Linked DNA regions of Rattus norvegicus: region 1 is linked to region 2. A link is a contact called in public Hi-C data. All regions are on one chromosome and are shown on one strand. Each heading gives the region's core, a stretch centred on a gene start, on an enhancer-like site or on the middle of the called end of the contact. The rest is flanking DNA. Distances are from core to core; before and after follow the strand shown.

Region 1 (3,933 bases), core at 850-3,349, 140 kb before region 2:
TTGTCTGTCTCACCGGTCATACATTGTTCCACAATTGCCTCCATGTGTTATTCCATGCCTCCAGGTGGGGCTGGGAAGCAGCAGCTCCTTGTGCAGGGGCAAGACACTTTGGAAAGTACCATTTGTTCCTAGACCCCTTTCTGACCACACACACAGACCCACTGAACTTCAGGTCTTATGAGTCCAGCACCTGGCCCCACCCACAGTCCCCACACTAGACTTGGTTGTGCCTGTCTTTGACCACAGCCTCATAGCTGGTCTCTGGCAGTGGTCAGTACAGGCGAGGAGCGACCACAATCAAACCTGCAGGGCAGGCCCCGAGGGTTTGTTATCTTCCATTCAGGCCAGAAGTACAGACCCTGGTAAGGCTTTCATTTTCACTTCAGATTCAGCCCTGAGAGATTGGGACAGTATGCTTTTTACTTAACCCTGGCTTTTTATTTAATTTTTCCATCTGTGAAAGCTTGGAAACACAGCTGGGAAGTTTTTATTCATTTGCTTAGTAGATAATGTACAGAGCTCCTTGTGTATGTCTGTGACTGGTTAGACCCCACACCCCACACGGAGCTCCCAGTTCAGAGGAAGGCCAGACAATTAAAGAGCAGTTACAATGATGCGTGTGGCTTCTGTCTACTCCAGTTTTCTCTCAGGTCCCCCCTTCAAGACTGTGAGCTCCAAGACTTCTCTCTGTGTGTGGATGGACAGCCAGCCACCTTCACTTGCTTGATACTCTTAAGTCTAGTCGTTTCCATGGTGTAGAAGTGTTGCCCACTTGGGCTCCCAAATGGCCCCTGAGGGGGGAAAAAGGGAGTGGAAGAGGGTCTGATTTAGGGGCCTGAATCTAAGATCTCTAGAAATACAGCTTGGGCTACTTTGGGAGTGGAATACTGTTGGTGGGGGGGATGGTATTTTTCACACAAGCCTGCTCAGGTCAGTGGGATTCAGACCATTCTTGAGTAAAGAGCCTGAGTTGTGAAGAATCAGGTCCAGGCTAACCCTCCCGAGTTTACTCATTTGGCAGTAAATGGAGTCTTGCTGCATTGACTTGGTCCAGTTCTGGCAGGTTTCCAGATCTTATCCAGCTTGAATCAGATTTGGACAGGTAAGGATATTCTGGCCTTCAAGAATCTAGAGATGAAAATGATGGTCAGTGGAGTGGGGATCAACCCCTACTTCCCAGTCCACAATTTCTAACAAGCCTGCAAGCTAGGGTTTAGGTGTTCTCACAACCTTCAGACTCATCCCCTTCTTGGAAGTCAGGCTCTGCCTCTGGCTCCGGCTCCGGCTCCGGCTCCGGCTCCGGCTCCGGCTCCGGCTCCGGCTCCGGCTCTGGCTCCGGTTCTACCTCTGGCTCTGGTTCTGGTTCCATTTCTTGTTCCAGGTCTGGCTCATCCCCTTTAGTAGCTTCAGCTTCTAGTTCTGGCTCCTCTGGTGTTCGAGGCTGTACTGCCTCAGAGTCCTCAGGACCTCCGATCTCCTCTTCCTCTGAAGCTCTGGGCAGCCCAGGACATGTGGTCCCTGAACTGGGTGCCTCTGGCGTCCAGTGGCCTGGGCATGGAGGGTCATAGCTGCGGTCCCGGTAGCCTGGGAAGGAAGGAAGTGGTTCTCCCCTCTGTGGTTAGTTACCTCTACATTCTCTGCTCTCCCTTACCCTTTGCTTCGCCCCGCCCCTAATCCACGCCCCTCAATTCATCAAGGCTCCACCCTCCTGGTGCTCACCAGGCCCAACGTGCTGCCAATCCCAGGCCGGGTCTGGCATGCTCACAGTTTGCTGGGCACAGCGCAGTAGTTCCTGGCAGGCTGCCTCGCCCTTGCTCTGCACCAACAGCAGTAGGCGGCGCACCCTGCGCTCTGCATCAGGCAGCGCATCCAAGGCTTCATACTCAGGCCCAGTGAGGACGCCCCGGGCCACCAGCGCGTCCAGCAGCAACCCAGAGTCAGCCTGCAATGTTTCTACCAGCCGTTTCCGTTCCCGGTCAATGGTCTCCGATGGGCGCTCCTGCATGTTACCCATTTGGGCTATATCAAGAAGGAGAGAAGCTGTGGATGGGGGTAGGGTGGGGGAATAATTTGCGTTCCCCTACACTGGCCTCTCTGAGGAGTTATCTAAGTTCATCTCCACATCAGAGTCTGTATGGTTCCTCAGCACAAGACTTAGAGACCAGGGGCACAGAACTCACCCTCCAGCCTCTTCGCTGCTTCTGTCCTGATTCTTCAGGTTCTTCTTGCAGAGTCCAGCTGTCAGTTGAGTGTTCTCCCCAGCTAGGACCTCCCTCCTAAGCCCCAGACACCTGCACAGTTGGCCACCAGTGGAGATCCAGTTTATCCAACTGAATTATTTTTTTAAAACTCAATTCCTTAACCAAATAGGCAGAAAACCCTAGGATTGATTCATACCTCCCTTCTGAACCCGGAAGCAAACCTTGAATCAGGGCAGGCTGCCTGATCGCTCACACAATCGGGTCTGCACCGGGAGTGCCAAGGCACCCCATGCTCCATTCACCTAACACCTGCCCAGCATTCCAGAACCTTGTCCCTTCACTCTCCACTGTCAACATACTCTCGGGATTCTTCCAGGTTAAGCAGAACTCCTGAATTTTCATTTTTGACAGACCTCCTGGCATCCACGACCCACTTGTTTCCCTGATGGCCCGGCAGCCACTTACAGTCATCTCTTATTTGACCTATAGTGGTCTCTTTTTGACCTTGAAATGTCCAGCTCTTAAAAGCCACTAAGGACTGCTTACCAAGCTTTTAGCTTCCTCTCCATGTATTATCCATTTTGAGGGGCTGCCTGTACCAAACCGTAGGAACCAAGTATAAATTAATTGCCCTGCTTATCTTTTTTCTTTTTTCTATTTTTCAGAGCTGGGGACCGAACCCAGGGCCTTGCGTTTGCTAGGCAAGCCCTCTACCACTGAGCTAAATCCCCAACCCCCTGCTTATCTTTTACCAGCTACTGCCTACCTATTATGATTACTGCCAACTGGATTGGGTGTCCTAATCCGGCCAATAAGGGCCCTGACATTAAGGAGAAAAGAAACCTGGCCGTTCCTTTTGCCTTATCTTTGTTCAGACAGCATCTTTCTCAGTCTCCTCTACCCAAAACGTCTCTGCTCTACCTACCTTCTTCCCATCCCATTGGGTGATAACCTCCCTCCAACCACACACACATACTTCATGCACCCCACATCTCAGTACTCACACTGTACTGTTCCTGGGGACTTCACACCTTGGGTCTCCACCCCTCATATCTAAATGTCAATTCTTCCCTAAGGCCACTAAGCGCAGACCAGGTACTCTGCATCCCCCAGCCCCCACCTCCCTTCATGTCCCATATGTGACAGACGCTTTGTAATAAATTTCCATTGGGTTCTGCTCCTTAAACCCACCAGCAGCAGCTTGCCTCCTGGGACAATGAATATCTGAGTACTTCTCACACACTCCACCCCTCCCCTCACTCCATCACTCCAACTCCCCTCACTTTGACAACTCTAGGGTAGAATTTGTTGTTCCAGTTTTATGGGTGAAGAGACAGGCTCAGAGAAACCCAGTAGAACTGGAATCTGACTTGCCCTAGCCTAAACTATAATGTTCCTTGTCTAGCTGAATGCCAGGCCTAGACAGCCACCCTCTCTCTGTGTCTCAGATACTCACTCATCAAAGAATCTAAGCTACCTAGTCTGGCTATTTTAATCCCCTCCCACCACTCTGGATAGCCAGGTTCTTTGCTGTTTCCATCCAACTATTCAGTCGTGCGAGAACTGTGATCCTAACACTGTAGCCTTTGCCAATGCTGTTCCCTGGGTCTGGGATCCTTGTCTCTCCCCTCTACTCTCTGGACCCAGCCCTCAAGACTCAAATGCTCCCATGTCTATCCCAATTCCTGGGGTGTTCAAAGGTTGGTCGCTCCTTTTGTGTGCTTTGGTCCTC
Region 2 (3,934 bases), core at 443-2,942:
TAAAAAAAACAAATTAACAACAACAGCAAAACAGTAGGTCCAGTAGGATGGTTCAGAGGACAATGGTGCATGTTGTAAGCCTAATGATTTGGGTTTGATCTCTGGGATCCACTTGGTTAGAGGGCAAAAATGGACTCTTGAGACTTGTTCTCCGACCTCCACACATACACACACATGTACTAGCACACACATACACAAGCACACATGCACTCATGCACACACACATACACATACACACTCAAGAAGTATAATTAAAAGATCTTAAAAATAAAATTGTGTAATGCTAATGTCACAGCTATGTGTAAATATACAAGAAGGTAATACCACAAAATGCTAAAAGCAGTTTTATCAAAGCTTCTCCAAAACAAAACAAAACAAAACAAAACAAAACAAAACAAAACAAAACAAAACACAGGCTGGAGAGATGGCTCAGCAGTTAAGAGCACTGACTGCTCTTCCAAAGGTCCTGAGTCCAATTCTCAGCAACGACATGATGGGTCACAACCATTGTAATGAGATCTGATGCACTCTTCTGGTGTGTCTGAAGACAGCTACAGTGTACTCATATAAAAATAAATAAATCTTTTAAAAAAACAATGCAAGGGCTGGAGAGATGGCTCAGCAGTTAAGAGCACCCGACTACTCTTCCAGAGGTCCTGAGTTCAATTCCCAGCAACCACATGGTGGCTCACAACCATCTGTAAGGTGATCTGATGCCCTCTTCTGGTGTATCTGAAGACAGCTACAGTGTACTTATATATAATAAATGAATACAATCTTTAAAAAAAAAAAACAAAGCAAAAGAAAAAACTCATGTAATTTTTTTTTTAGGCACAATAAATTTACAATAGAGACCAGAACATGGTTACTTTGGAGGTGTTAACTGAGGAATGGCACATAGGATACTGGCAGTATTCTAGATTTTGGTCATATATATATGTATATATATACACATATATATGTATGTATATACATACACACATCTGTGTGTGTGTATTCAGATATGTACACCTTGCTGTATGTATATCTAATACCTCAATAAACAGTTGTTAACGTGTCATGTTGTTTTCGCAGTTCAGAGGGTAACACTCATTTTAGAAAGAAGGACACTGAGAAGAAAGTATAGATAATAATGAGGCCATATAGGGCACAGGGAGGCAGAAGTGGGATTCCTGCTTAGGAGAAAAAAGGCAGGAAGGAGTGGGGAAAGGCTAGAAAGGGGGACAGGGACATGTCATATTCTCAGGTCCCTCACTGATCCCAGGAGGAAGGAGACACAGTGCTCACTTTGCAGAGCAGTCCTGGGATTCAGAAAGGACAAACGACTTCCTCAGACTTCTCGCTGGTATCACACAAGTGCTATGAAACACTGCCCTCCACTTGCCTAGACCTTGTCTAAGGCCCGCTGTTCAGAAGCGGCTGAGCTTGGACTGGCACCCCCAGCAGAGGTGAAGATCTTACCTAAGGCTGTCTGGACTACCAGCCACAGGGTGAGGCTCAAGTCCAGAGTCCACTTCATGCTCCAGCCAGCTTCTGCCATGGGCTGCGGTGATGCCTACGCTTCTGGGGTCAGAAGGGAGCTCTGAGTACGTGTGCAAGCACCAGAAAGTTCTGCCTTTATCTTCTCGATTCCCATCATTCCCAGCTGGGGCTGGAGGAGTTATGACCAGCTTCTCCCCAGCTGTGGAGCCTTGTCCCTCCTCCTTGGGGTGACAGGTCACACTATATGATTTTGACTCTTCAACCAAACTGGCTTGCCTGCAATCCCTGCCCAGTTTGCTCATTTGGCAATGGCTTACAAGTTTGGCTAGTACAAGTTAGGCTTCACCCATTGATCAGGAGAAGACCGGAGCCCTCAGGTGCGCTCCCTGTGGGTTTAAGAGCCCTGGGCCTCCCTGACTGCCCTTGCTTTGTGCAGGCTCTTGTGTGTGTTCCTCTGCCTGGGGTTTCTCAGACAGGATTGTCATAGAGGGTCAGACAGTGTCAGGAACAGAAAGTCATTGTGGAGACTATTCCCATTCTCACATTCCAGCTGGAGTAAAGACCTAAAGGCAACCATGAGGAGGCTCAATCACTGAGACCAGGGTAGCTGAGTGAGGGAAGATTCCCTGGAATAAAGGTTGACCTTTGTGGAATCAACCAGAAAAGGGAGATCGGGCCTGATGCTTGAGGTAGCAAGTGTGGGGCTGGATGGGAAGAGATGGGTTCATTTTTATTAACAGGTCAGGTGGGAGTCCTAGAGCTTGGAATACCTTTGGGAAATGGGTATCTGGGGGTTTCTGCACTGGGAGGGTAGAAGGTAAGGGCACGTCTTTCTTACTGACCTCTGGTGTCCAGCTCTGTAGGTCCAGCAAGTCATTGTCATGTACCATTTTCTCAAGGTCCTTTCATTGAGTTCTCAGAAATGTCCTTTATTGAGATCCTTACCCACACTTCCCATTCCTGTGGCTTCTCCTCTCTCCTCCGGAATATGATGTTCACTGCCTAATCATCATCGAATGTGCTCCATACTCCACTAAGGCAGGCCTCAGACAGGGTCAAGGTCAACAAGGTCAACGTGGGAACCATCTGGTATGGTTGGATATAGCCAATTTCCCTGTAGTCTGTTCTCCATCCACAATATTAGGCTACAGTGTCCCATTCGCTGGTATCAGGCTCTGGGCTGGACAAGCCCCTCCATAGTGGGCACTGTTGTTCAGTCTTATATTCCTTTAAGAATGATTCCCATGGGAAGCTGGGAGAGATGATTCAGTAGGTAAAGTACTTGCCACACAAGCATGGGTATCTGAGTTTACATTCCCAGAATCCATGTAAAGCTGGGTGTGGTAGCATGCATCTATGCTCCCAGTGCTACGACAGTAAGATGTGAGGCAGAAACAGGAGAATCCGGGTAGCTCATGAGCCAGCTCAGAAGGTGTACACAGCAGAAAAAGCCAACACGAGGAGCCCCTCTTAAACAAGGTTTAAGGTGAAGACTGACACCCGAGGATGCTCTCTGACCTCTAAATATGCACCATAGTACATACTCACACACACTCATGTAAACATGAGCATGCATGTGCACACATTACACATACAGACACACATAAGCCCATATACACAGAGTGAGGGTGGGTGGGAAGAAGAGGGATTCACAGCAAGGCACCAACTCCCAATTTCTACCCAGTACAATCTCCTCATGCCCTTTCCAGCCTCAGATGGCCAAGGGGTCTGGGAATTATGTTCACACTCCCAGACAATTTTCTAGCAAATTCCATGTGCTGATGTGTGGTTCATCTTCCATGACTTGGGTCTCAGAGGCCGTGGAAGCATCTCCTCCCTACCACACCCTCACTGTTGGCTAAGTAGGTATCCCATCTGATAGCAAGCAAGGTAATGACACAATGTCTCCTCAAGTTGTACGACATGGAGCAAGAGCCCGGAAATGGCCTATGTCCTTTGAGAAATTTGATCTGAGAGACTATCCAAAATACACAAAGACTTGTTGACAGGTTGAGTCTCATAAAGCCTTGTTGACAACAGCCTTACTCCAACGCTACTGGAAAGGAAGCAAGAAGAAACAGGACAGCTACAGCAAGGGCGTGATCCAGGGTTGGCAATAACGAGTTTCATAAGCTTCTGCAGCGTTAGCCGTCTTAGTGTGGTGGTTGTGAGCTAGGCTGCTTGGGTTTGAACCCCAGCTCTGTTGCTGTGTGACCTTGGGTAAATCACTGGAAAATCCATACAAGAAGGGCACTAAGAATCTAAGATTGCAGTAAGGATGACTAAGCGGATTATTGTTCTTTTGAAAGATGTGGTCTTTATCTTCCAGTCCCAGTTTCCTCAGTGCTAGGATTACAGGCGAGTGCTGCTTCATTTGGCCCAAGTAAAGCATACTTTCAATATTGTAAGGTCCGTTGTCTCTGCTGTCATCAAAAGTAAAACACTTCAGTGG

Evidence for each region. Hi-C and Micro-C count contacts between places; a contact is called where the count stands out from the background.
Region 1: a Hi-C map of hepatocytes shows a contact between it and region 2, with 2.6 times the contacts expected there. The contact joins the promoter of Nol3 here to the promoter of Ces4a in region 2. A contact is called at or near these places in 3 of 12 Hi-C or Micro-C datasets (hepatocytes, kidney and mammary epithelial cells).

Annotation. Positions count from the first base shown.
Region 1 is chr19:50,064,659-50,068,591 of GRCr8, reverse strand. Nol3 (nucleolar protein 3) reads right to left here and starts at 2,099. Exons shown (of 2, transcript NM_053516.3): 1 at 1,720-2,099; 2 at 432-1,584. The coding sequence starts at 2,014. The coding sequence ends at 1,214. It also overlaps a transcript of Hsf4 not described here and a transcript of Matcap1 not described here.
Region 2 is chr19:49,919,402-49,923,335 of GRCr8, reverse strand. It overlaps Ces4a (carboxylesterase 4A), which reads right to left and starts at 1,692. Exons shown (of 14, transcript NM_001106176.1): 1 at 1,462-1,692. The coding sequence starts at 1,540.